2 separate regions of the Mus musculus genome follow, and region 2 is linked to region 1. The links are chromatin contacts, called in public promoter capture Hi-C maps. All regions are on one chromosome and are shown on one strand. Each heading gives the region's core, a stretch centred on a gene start, on an enhancer-like site or on the middle of the called end of the contact. The rest is flanking DNA. Distances are from core to core; before and after follow the strand shown.

Region 1 (5,355 bases), core at 421-2,920:
AAACGGGTGAATTTGGAAGCGGGGGCGGGGGTGGGGGAGCTTTTGCATTGGGAAAAGAACGTTGTGGAATGTGAGCATTTGTTTTTCTGGGCGCTGTACCTACATCACTGGCTGAGGCTTGGACATTGGCGAGGAAAGGGTCACCAAAGCATCCTTTGAACCTGAAAATTGTCTTTCTTGTTTCCTCTGTTCAGACCCCCTCCCCCCAAGAAGCATGAAGACCTCTCCATGTTCTTTAGCCCTAAATCGGCTGTTTGCCCGCTTCAAACGAATTGCCAACAACAGAGTCCTTTTATAGTGAACGGCAGCAGAGAGGCTGTGAACCAGATGAACATCAAAGAGGCAAACTGGACTGGCTGCTACCAAGACTGGACAGAATCTGGGGCCGGTTCCGGAGGCCGCTAGCTGAGCTGGAGTCTATATTGGACGCTTCCTTTCCTGGTAGGCTTCTCCTAAAAGAGATACTGGAAAGGATGGATCTGCCTGGCTGAGAACCATCAGGGTAAGGGGAGCATAGAAAACATAGCAGGAAGTGGGAAGAGAATCTTGCGGAGGGGGAGAGGTAGAGGGGAGACAGATCCACTTTACCAAAAGGCTAGGAAGGAGGTCAACCAAAGAGAGTCACTAAGCCCTAAGCCGAGATGCAGTACAGGGCAGACTGCCTCACAATCTCCCAAGAGACAAGACGGAGACAGAAAAGATCTGAGCAAGTGCTTCAAGACGCACGAAAGCCCAGCAGATCTCGGGATGGAAGGACCAACTGGGCAGCGGATCACAACCAGGCCTCTTTCCCTCAAACAAGGCCTACGGAGACCCTGGCCGCAGCACAGGCCTCGGTCGGTTGCTGACTGGAAAGCACGGGGTTCTGAAAGGCTCCTGGATGGCTTGGGCATCCAACACTATGCGACACGACCCTCTTCTCCAGAGCTTTCCCAGTCTGGGCAGCTACTGTTATGCCCAGCCAACCCTACCGCGAAACTCAGGCTTCCCCTGGTTTGAAGTCATTTTGATCCAGAGTGCTCGGTAGATTGATTTTGTAGCAACCATAGGGATGCGGTCTCTGGCTCCTGGCCTCGCCTATCACCCGATTCGAAAAAACTCGAAGCCGCCCTGAAGCAGAAGACAAACTCTCTTCTGGTCTGACGCGAGGACACAAGGCCTGGTTTCTGCCTAGCTCATTGCTCGCACCCTCCACTTTCCCGTTGGAGTGCGCGAAGAGAGGTAGGTGCCTCGGGCCTGCGCTGAGCTGCATCCCAGGTCGCTCCAGAAACAGGGGAGAAAGAGGATGAATTACGGACAACCCCAGGTCTCCGACTCCCACCCGCCCGCCAAGCCCAGTCCTCTGCGCGGCGGCCGCTGCACGTACCCAGGTGGCTGTGGAAGGGCCGGGCGGCCAGCAGCGCCTGTACGCCGAACTTGAGCAGCTCGCCCGCGGCGGCAGCGGCGGCCGCGGGCGCTGCGCCCTTGGGCCCCGGAGGCTCAGTGAGGATCTCTTCGATCATGAAGCTGCGGTAGCGATGCGGTCGGTGATCCGCACAGCCCTCGGGCGGACCGAAGCGCGCGGCTCCCGGCTCCCCTGGCCGCTGCATCGCGGCTCCCGGGGATGCGCCCGCGGCTAGGAAGCGACGGCGGCTAAGCTCCGGCGCGGGGCCCGCGCGGGGCTCTAGGCCGGCCCGCAGCTCGCGGCGGCGCGCGGGCGCCGGCTCATGCCCCCTCCCCCGCCGGCTGGCCGGGCGGAGGCGCAGGGCGCGGGCGGGGCGCGCGGGGCTCGGCCAGTCGGACCCGGGACTGCGTCCCCGCCCCGCGCCGCCGCGCCTCTAGCCTGGCCAGCCCCGCGTCACTGCCTTGCCCCGCCCGCCCTGCCCCGCCCCGCCCCGCGCTGCCGCCCCCCACCCACTAGGCCCAGCCGGAGGGAGGGACCCAGGAGGGAGGAAAGGAGGTTGAGAGGAGGGAAGGAGGGAAAGAGCCCGGGATAGGGGCTCGCAGGCCGGGACCAAGGGAAAAAGAGGAGAGCTCGCCCAAGAGGACAGCCCTGAGGATAGGACACTGCGGAGATGGGCAAACCGAGGATCTTGAATGAGAGGCGTGAAAAAGTCTGAAGACAGACAGCAAGGACCACGCAGGATCCTAGGCAGTGATGTGAAGGTGTCCAAGACGCCTCTTAGACGTGAGTGCGCCGAGACGTAGAGAGGAGAGAGCCCCAGAGGTGCAGGAGGGCACGGGGAGGGCACAGCAGCAAGGCCAGCGGACTGGGTGGGATGGGGAGGGGCTGGAGTGGTGGTGAGGAGGAGGGGCAAAAGCCAAGCTGGGAAAGGGGTAGCCTTAAACAGCTTTCCCAGGTCTGCGAGATGCTGTAGGGATCCAGTGCAATACACCGGGGTGTAACTCGCAGGGTGGTGACCATGCCTGTGCACCACTTCCCCCCCTTCCCTGTCCACCCCAACCTCAGTTTACCATTTTGATCTCAAATCTCTGAAGCTACCCTGGGAGAAAAAAAAAAAGATTCTCCAACTAGGATTTACCTAAATTTCTAATTTAAGCTTACCTGGACACATTTTCTCTGGCAACCACCAGACTTAGTGGGCTGAGTTATGTTTACTTAGAGCAAGGGATAGAATAAGGGCAGATGAATAAAAAGGGGAAAGACTGTCACTGGATGAACTTTGAGGCAGGGGATCATGGAATACTCTGAGAGTCTGGGGACCTAGCTCCATCTCTGAGCCTCCAGTCTCTCACAGGACTAAAGATGGGGCTGTTAGATCATTCTCTTTTTCTCTCCCCAAATTAACCTCTGTTGAGTGTGCCTCTTTGAGTCTTGGCACTGACAGTTTCTGAGCTGTCTCAAGTCTGGAAGACTTGACTCTTGGCTCCAGGGAGTTTGTGGGGATGGAAGGTGAGACTTTTCTATACCCAGGGTGACCCATGCCAGCTGTTCAGGGGTAGCAAGAAGGGTAGGGTGTCCTCAGGAGGCTAGGAGAGGACTTGCTGTATTTCCTATCTGCCTCTCTCAGGAGTCTTGGGTTCTGTCTCCACCCTGTCCAGCCTTCCTAGACTGGACTCCATGTTTTAAGCCACTCCTACTTCCCACGAATGCTCTCCACAGAGCCTAAGCCCTCACTGCTGGGAAACTGAGTTCATCACACTATATCCCAACTCTCCAAGTTGAAATAATTTCTTCTGCCTGCTGACGGGGTTGGGGTGGAGGGCTCAGAAGCCTACTGGACTGTAGCATCCGGGACACTAAGAAATGACCAATAGCCTTTGACCATTGAGCCTGGGAAGGGGACAAAGGGCATCTTTCCAAATGTTCTGCTGAGATGCAGACCCCCCCCCCCCAAAGCTCATTGCTACAGCTCAGCCAAATGTGCAGCGACTTTCTGAGTCAGGAGACCACCATCAGGACTGAAGGGAAGCAGTCTTTAGTGGCTTCCCGTTGCTTTAGACTCCTGAAAGGGGATAATCAGGTAACCAAAATAACTCTTTAGAAGGGTGATACAGGACCCACTAAGACCACCCGCACACATATCAGAGACAGAGTGGCAATGGGCATCTTCCCACTGAACAGAAAGGAAAGTCGGTGTCTACTCAGGACATAGGAATCTTGGCCAACAACCTCCTTTCTCAATACAACTCAATCCAAGGACTGGTTCAGGCATTCCAGTGAGTAGAAGCGGCTTTCTAGGTACCATACCTATACCAGAACAAAGGCCTTTCTGCCTATACTGCTTCCACTCTGTCCATCCCTGGAGGGCTCAACATCAGGCCCCTCCACTTCCTCTTGGGCATCGGAAGGAGTATAGCTTGGAATGGGTTCTACTGGGGAGGAGTCCCAGCCAGCTCCCATCCTATCTTCTCTGATTTTGATCCCGACAGAAGCCACCCTGTATTTGAACACTATGCGCCTTCCTTCCAATTTCAGCCAGGTTTCCCCAAAACGCAAGGTTGATCCTGGAAATGGGTCTGAGCTACCAAGACCACTCATTCCTATTGTCGATATCCAGTCAACAGCTCTGTTTTTATTGCCAGGAAGGAGTTTAAGGTCAAGCTGAACAGAGGAGGCTCATTTTTTTCTGGCATGAAGGTCTTAATTCTAGAAAGAGACCCCACCCCCACTCCATTCCACAGGTGCGCCTCTCCCCCTCCCACACACACCCTCCAGCTCCTTGGACGCTGGCCAGGACTGTTTCAAGCCGCCCAGGCCGAATGCCTGCAGTGATTCCTGCCTGCTGGGAATGAAGCCCCAAGGACTAAAAGCTTAGCCTGGCACCAAAGGCTCAGAGCCAGGCTATGCCCCGATGCCCCATGCCCTCTTTAAGCTCGAGCCCCTGACGCATCCTTTTCAAACTACATTCTTCTCAAAGTCCAGAGGGACCCTAAAGCAAACCTGCGAATAAACCCCTTTTAGGCGAAAAAAAAATTGCGAAGAAATGGCTTCAGGGATCCTTTGTTTAGGAATTCTGCATTGGCTGGCTGGAAAGGGGTTAGTTCACAAGGAAAGGGGTTCCCCCTTCCACTTGGACGGCACAGGACGAAGGGAAGTCCCCACTAGAGGCGCAGCCACTGAGTCCTAAGCCTAAAGCCCGCCAGGGCCTCCCGCCTGTCGCCTAAACTAAAATCCCGGAAACTGGCCGCTCTGGGAGAGGCAGGCACGGTGGAAAAGGTGACCTCAGCGTCCCAGGCCAGCCACCCTCCCGGGTGGCCCAGCAACGAAGGACTCCAGGCCGCAGGAGATCCTTGGCGCAGTTTCTTCCGCCAAGAGGGGACCCTTGTACGCGGAACCCGTCCCATTTCCCACTTGCGAACCCGGAAGACCCCGGGGCTTCAGCTGGCTGTGGCAGGTTAGAAGGGAGGGATGGGTCACAGCTGAACCCCAGAGCAGGGATGTGAGGTTTCAACGCGCACCGCTTCCAGCTGCAGTTTCTTTCCAAAGCACCTCCAAGAGGGAAGGAATTCTGCAGGCAATCTAACCGGGAAGTGGTAGTCCCTTATGCCACTAAGCAGATGGAGCAACCCAAAGCCAGTTCAGCCACCAGCCTCAGGGGGCTTCTAAGTGGGGCTCCCCTCCAAGCCTCCCTAAACCTTGAAGATTTCTTTTTTGTCTACTTTCCCACTTGCAACCGATCTGTATCTCATTCAGCAAATTGAATTTGGGACCCCGGGTGTCTGGAAGGAAGATTTCTTAAAACTTCTGTGGGCCAAACAACTTTCCGGAAACCGTCCCCAGTTTACAGTAAGCTCTAAGCCCCACTAAGTTCGTTCGCCCCAGAGCAGCGCTCTGGGTCTTCTTTCCAGGAACAAACACCCTGGAGAGCCCCAACTAGGGTGTTTTAAGCCTGCCTCTCCAGGCAGGTTTGC
Region 2 (5,873 bases), core at 1,194-3,693, 2.9 Mb before region 1:
TGTACACCACACCTACCTCTCTGAGGCAGGGTTGTGTGTGGCCATGAAGATAGAAGATGTGGTCACTGCACATTGTGTAGCCCCAGTGACCCTTGGCTTCCTTTATGCAAAACAGGATGTAAGCTGGACTTGCAGTAGGTGTGCCTGGTTGGTGAGGGCAGTTCCTCAGATGGCTCGGGATTTATGCTTATCCTACAATTTCTGGCTGTTTTGTTTGTTTTCGAGATGAAATCTCACCATGTAACCCAGACTGTCCCACTAGAGCCCTCAAATGTCCTGCTTCAACTGCCCAAATGCTGGGATCAGAAGCATGTACCACCTACCCCATATCTGACCACCCTTTTTATATCTCATCTAGACAATTTGGAATTCCCGGGTTTCAACCTCTGCACTTGATGCCTCTACACAGAAGGCTCCTAACCCTAAGCTGGCCACTCCCATGCACTTATTCCCTTCCTCACCTGATTAGACTCTCCACTCTGATGAACAGGACTTGACTCAGGTGAATCCTCCAGGTAGGAAATGTGGACTTTGCCTTGCACTCCTCTCAGTGGAAGATGCCTGGCTACAGGTGGTCAGGGGTGAGCAGTTCTCAATGTCAGCTGCCCAGGCAAGGCACTTTCTTGGCATTGTTATAGGATTTCCATCCATATCTCTGGTTAATAACACAGTCCAATAAACTAAGTGAGTTATGAATAAAGATAATTTACCTCTGCTCCTTAGTCTGGTACAGCTGAGAGACCAAATTCTTGGGATTCTTGCTAGCAGAGTCTGAGGTGGCTCAGGGCTTAAGACGGTGAGAGACTGGGAACACGTATGCCTGTGTGCACACACGAGTGTGTGTGTTCAGACTCTCTACTTCTATGTGGTTATATGTGTGCAGGTGCATCCTTGTGTGTGCTTGTGTGGAAGTGTGCCATACCTGCATGTGGAGGACAGAGTATGGCCTCCACTCTCATTTCTTGGATGACAGCCATGTTTTCTTTAAAAATAGCTTTTCATTAGATGCATGTTAGAGCACATGTGTAGGGGGTCAGAGGACAACATCATCTCCACTGTGTGGCTCCTGGGGACTAAATTCCAATCATCAAGGTTGATAGCAATCTTGCTGACCCCATCTTGTTTGTTTGAAATAAGGTCTCTTCTTGGCTTAAAACTTGCTGAGGGGTTGGGCTGGCTGGCTGTGTAACACTGGGTCGTCAGCCCATTTATTTGTTTGTCTGTTAGTATTTTTGGTTTTGTTTTTTTAAATGTTGAGTTTTTGAGGATTGAATTCAGGTCCTCTTGCTTGCAAGATAAAGCATTTTACAGACTGGGCTATTGCTCCTCTACTCTGATGACCTAATCCCAGTCCTGTCCCAGAAGCCCCTCCCCTAAATGACACAGACTAAGCTTTCACCTTTTGAAAGAAAGGTGGCCAGGATTAGACTTCAACATAAGCATCCAGTGAACACGTGATAGTCACAGCATAGCGCAGACTTTGAACATGGCATCTAGAATTATCTATCCTCGTTCTCACTGGTGCCAGTTTGTTTCGAGTTGACAGCCCAGAGCTTGGGCTTTGGGGGATCATGCCTAAAATAAGCGACAGCCAGGCTCCCTAGGGCGAACAAAGGGCTCTCCTGGGACAGGCACGTGAGCAGAGTTCCCCTGCAGGGGCTGTGGAATTCCATCTGACGCATTTGGGCTCTTTAATTTATTTTCTTTTTTCCTGTACACCAAAATATTCGTATCACTTTCCAGCTAACAGCAGCTCTAGCTGTACTATATGATATTCTTGGTATATTAACGTCTAACACCAACGAGTCTAATTGTTGTATGTAAATTTACACCGCCATTCATATTTTCTCAGTCGGCTCCCTCCGTTGGCCTCATAATAGAATCCAAAGTCTCCTTGTTGGCTAAAGGGTTAAATGATGTAGCTTTGGGATCCCCTCCGCTGCTCTGGAGACTTAGCTTGCATAGGTCTTCTTTATTCCTTTATTAGGAAAGACTTCATGGGGAAGAGGCTAGCCTTTGACTGGGTCTTCTGTGTGCATTCATAATAAAAGCTGGTACATTCATGGCTGCTCTGTGAGGTAGAAGAACCAGTGAATGAAAGTTTGGGTACAGCTCACCTCCCAGAGAGTGGTCCTGCTTCACCCGGAACTGACCCGATAGTCTCCAACACCCTTATAAAACTAATTTTCCCCATCTCTCTATACCGGCTTGTTTCTTCCTCCCAGAATTTTTGTAATCAATCTGGGTGGTGTTATTTTTTTTTTTTTCTTTCTCTTTTTTTTTCCCACACTGCTGTTGGATAAAAGATCCCGCCCTTGATTGAAATGGAATCTTCCACTATTGAGCGAGCCTTTGTTGAATGAGTCATCGGCTCAGCCTCTCATTGGCTGAAGCCGCCTGAGCCCAGGGGATTGCCTGGCACCGGCTGCAAGGACCCGCTCCATTCACAGAAACGCTGGCTCGCTCGCCGGCCCTTTCATTCACACAAACAGCATCTCATTCACATTCGGTCTGTTTTTTTTTTTTTTCCTTTTTCTTTTTTTCTTTTTGTCTGCTTCTAATGAAGAAGACCACGGTTTGGGAATGGTGGGGCTGACTTGCTTCAGATTGGAGGGGGACTCCAATCACCATCGAAATCGTCCGTGGGGTGCGCATCTGCTGTTGCTATGCGAGCTAGAGGAAGGGAGAAAAGAGAGTGCGGGGTGGCTGTTCAGCTAGGGCTGCCGCGCGGTTGGAGAGCGGTGGGGACGTGTTTGCTGCGCCAGGGCGGGCCTGGCGGCTCTGCGCTTTTTCGTCCTCTGGAACCGGCCTCACTTGCACGGCCGCCACGGGTGGCTCTCCCTAAACTCCCTTCCTGGGGCTCCCAGAAAGCCTGGGAACCGCACTGCCTCCCGAGATCAGCCCTGGGCGTGAGAAGACTCAGGGTGACCTGCTAGTGTGCTAGAAGGCAAATGCATTCGCTTGCACAGAAGTTACCAGGAAACTTTGACAGCGATTGACTTCTCGGTGGTGCAGGTTATCTGTCTTAACACATGAGGCCACCTGGTAGAGGCCACCGAGGAAGGGCTCAGTGGGTCTCAGAATCTTGGTCAGACCCTCGGGGAGGCTGTCGATGTCCTATTCTCCCAAGCGTCAGGAAGAAGGCCTGTGCGTGTCACTGCAAGCCTGGGCCCGACTCGCAAGGAAGAGGCCATTCTTGCTGTGGATTTGATGGACAGTTAGAGCAGCCGCATTTTTTTTCCTGCCTGACTGCAGGGCTGCAAGCAGCAACTGAAGGGACATTGAAACGGATTGGTAATGCTACTAAGGCATGCTTCCAGGGCTGAAACACATTCACTTGGAATAAAACTCAAAACGCGGCCCTCTTTCTCTCTCTCTCTCTTTTTTTGGCATGGATTTCTGGAGCCTGTTGCCGCTCAGCAGAGATGCAGGTTTTTTTTTGAAGTAGATTTTTCAACTGAACCCTAGCTGAGTACGGCTGCTGACTGCTGTAAATTATTAGGGAAGACCCCCTCTGAGCTGTACTGAGAAGAAATTTCTGTGCTGATTTTTTTTTTTTTTCGTGAATTGGTACAGGAATTGCACCGCCACAGATACATGGCTGCTCTGCTGATCTGAACAAGAAAAGCAAACCACAGGAAACTGACAGGTTTTTTTCTTTCTTTCTTAAATATTCATCTGCTGGTGAAGGGTCCCCCCTCTTTTTTTTTTTCCTACTTAAAATTCTTGCTACTTTCCAAAATCAGGATTCATCAGGATTCGCCTTGAAGACTTCTTTAAAAGCCTTCGTCACATTTGAACGCATCCCTGTCAGACACTTCTGGGCTTCATCCACATGAGCTGAGCAAGGGAAGAGCAAGCCATTGCACGGAATAATGGGTTGCGGAAAGTTCAAGAGATCATTTGACGGGACTGGATTTACCTTTGGCACAGATGCGGGATGGGGAGGGGGTAGGTGAAAAGGCAAAGACTGGAAGGAAATATCTGCGAAGGTAGAAAAAGGAAATTTGAGAACTGATTGGCTGTAGTTGCTGTCAGCGGGTGGATGTCGTTTTCTTCTCTCTCTTTTTGCTACAGGAAGTGATTTGCGGAGCTCACCGAGCCTTTGTTGAGAAGGGTCTCCTCAGAGTGAGTCACGCTTTTGCTGGGAGCAGCCCCGTGCAGCTGGCCGCTCGCTCCATCAGCCGCAACTATGACTTTTGCAAGGCAAGCGTTCCACCCCAACCCTCGGTCTCCAGGGCCCGCGCTGCGTGGCTGCTGCTCTGCTGCCTTGTAACGGTGAAAAGGGCTCGGTCGTCGGCCTCGGCTGTCCCTCTCCGGAAAGGCTGTCCTGGGACTCGGGCTCCTCGTCCCGCTCGGGGGACCGCGGCTCGTGTGCTATGCGCGGCAGTCCGCGCCAGGGCCGGCAGCAGCAGCGCCCGGGTGGATGCGGCGAGCCCACGGAGGGGCATGCTTCCACGCACCAAGTACAACCGCTTCAGGAATGACTCGGTGACATCGGTCGATGACCTTCTCCACAGCCTGTCGGTGAGCGGCAGCGGCGGCAAGGTCTCGGCGGAGCCCGCGGCGAGCCCCTACCTGGTGTCGGGCGAGGCGCTGCGCAAGGCGCCGGACGATGGGCCCGGCAGCCTGGGCCACCTGCTCCACAAGGTGTCCCACTTGAAACTCTCCAGCTCCGGCCTGCGTGGCCTGTCGTCGGCCGCCCGGGAGCGGGCAGGAGCGCGGCTCTCGGGCAGCTGCAGCGCGCCCAGCCTGGCGGCCCCGGACGGCGGCAGCGCGACCCCCGGGTCCCGCGCCCCGGCCGCCAGCATGAGTGCCACCAGGAAGAGCCGGGCCGGCGACGAGCCACTGCCCAGGCCCCCTCGGGGCGCGCCGCACACCAGCGATCAGGTGCTGGGGCCGGGAGTCACCTATGTGGTCAAGGTGGGTAACCCGAGCACACTGCTGGGTGGGGGTCTCGGAGACAGGGTGCGGTGGGGAGGAGGAAGTCAGGGCTGGGGACAGATGTCATTCTCTGAAGCCCCAGGGTTCAGGGACAAGCCCCAGGGAACACAGACGACAGTTGGATGTGAGGAAATAAGCCCTCCTTAGCCATTCTCTTGCTCGACAGGGCAAGGAGAGAATTAGAAATGCTCTGTGTGGGGGGGAAAGGGTGAACTGTCTGGTCACCTCGCATGGAGCCTGCTTTCCCCAAGGCACCGTTGTTGAAGCATGCTTTGGTCACCTGGCTTCATCAGATGTCCCTCTCTCCCTAGAAATCCATCCCTGAGATCATGGTCTGGCCTACTTGAGGTACACTTGTCAAGCCTGGCAGCCAGCCTTCTCCCCGATGAGCGATGTCACAACTTCTGTGTCCTCCCCTGGCGGCGGGGTGGGCCATAGTTACCCCCCAGAGCAAGAGCAACCAGCTTCTAGAGGGCAGGGCAGGAGACACTGCCTTGCTTCCTATAAAAGATGGGTTCTTAGCGTCTTACCCAGAAAGATTTTCTTTGGCTCTGAACTGTTTTGGTTTACAGCCATGGGGAGCATTTGAGACTATTTTTCAGGATGATAAAAGTCTTACCTTTTCATGGACTAAAGAGGGAATGAGGTTGTGGCTCTTGGACCCACCTGAGGGAAAGGAGCTTTTCTTGTAACACAAAAAATGATAATAATTTTAAAGATCCCAACGTAATTGATAGAATCCCCGCAGCTCTCAAGCGTGCCAAGGCCTATAAGGTACCCAGCACAGCTCAGCCCATCTGCCAAGTGCTCATTTCTTCCAGCCAGACCAGCTGCAGCAGACACAGCCATGCTTTGCCCAGATGAGAGCCAGGAGAGAGACCAGGGGCTCATTTCATCGTGCCCCCCCCCCCCCAATGCTCTGCCCCAGG

Evidence for each region. Promoter capture Hi-C pulls out the DNA fragments that hold promoters and counts their contacts.
Region 2: a promoter capture Hi-C map of embryonic stem cells shows a contact between it and region 1, with 5 times the contacts expected there. The contact joins the promoter of Shc3 here to the promoter of Barx1 in region 1. A contact is called at or near these places in 2 of 39 promoter capture datasets (cranial neural crest and embryonic stem cells).

Annotation. Positions count from the first base shown.
Region 1 is chr13:48,659,351-48,664,705 of GRCm38.p6, reverse strand. Barx1 (BarH-like homeobox 1) reads right to left here and starts at 1,670. Exons shown (of 4, transcript NM_007526.4): 1 at 1,367-1,670. The coding sequence starts at 1,589. It overlaps Gm36606 (a long non-coding RNA gene), which reads left to right and starts at 1,914. Exons shown (of 4, transcript XR_382336.3): 1 at 1,914-2,167.
Region 2 is chr13:51,566,021-51,571,893 of GRCm38.p6, reverse strand. It overlaps Shc3 (src homology 2 domain-containing transforming protein C3), which reads left to right and starts at 2,443. Exons shown (of 12, transcript NM_009167.5): 1 at 2,443-4,923. The coding sequence starts at 4,450.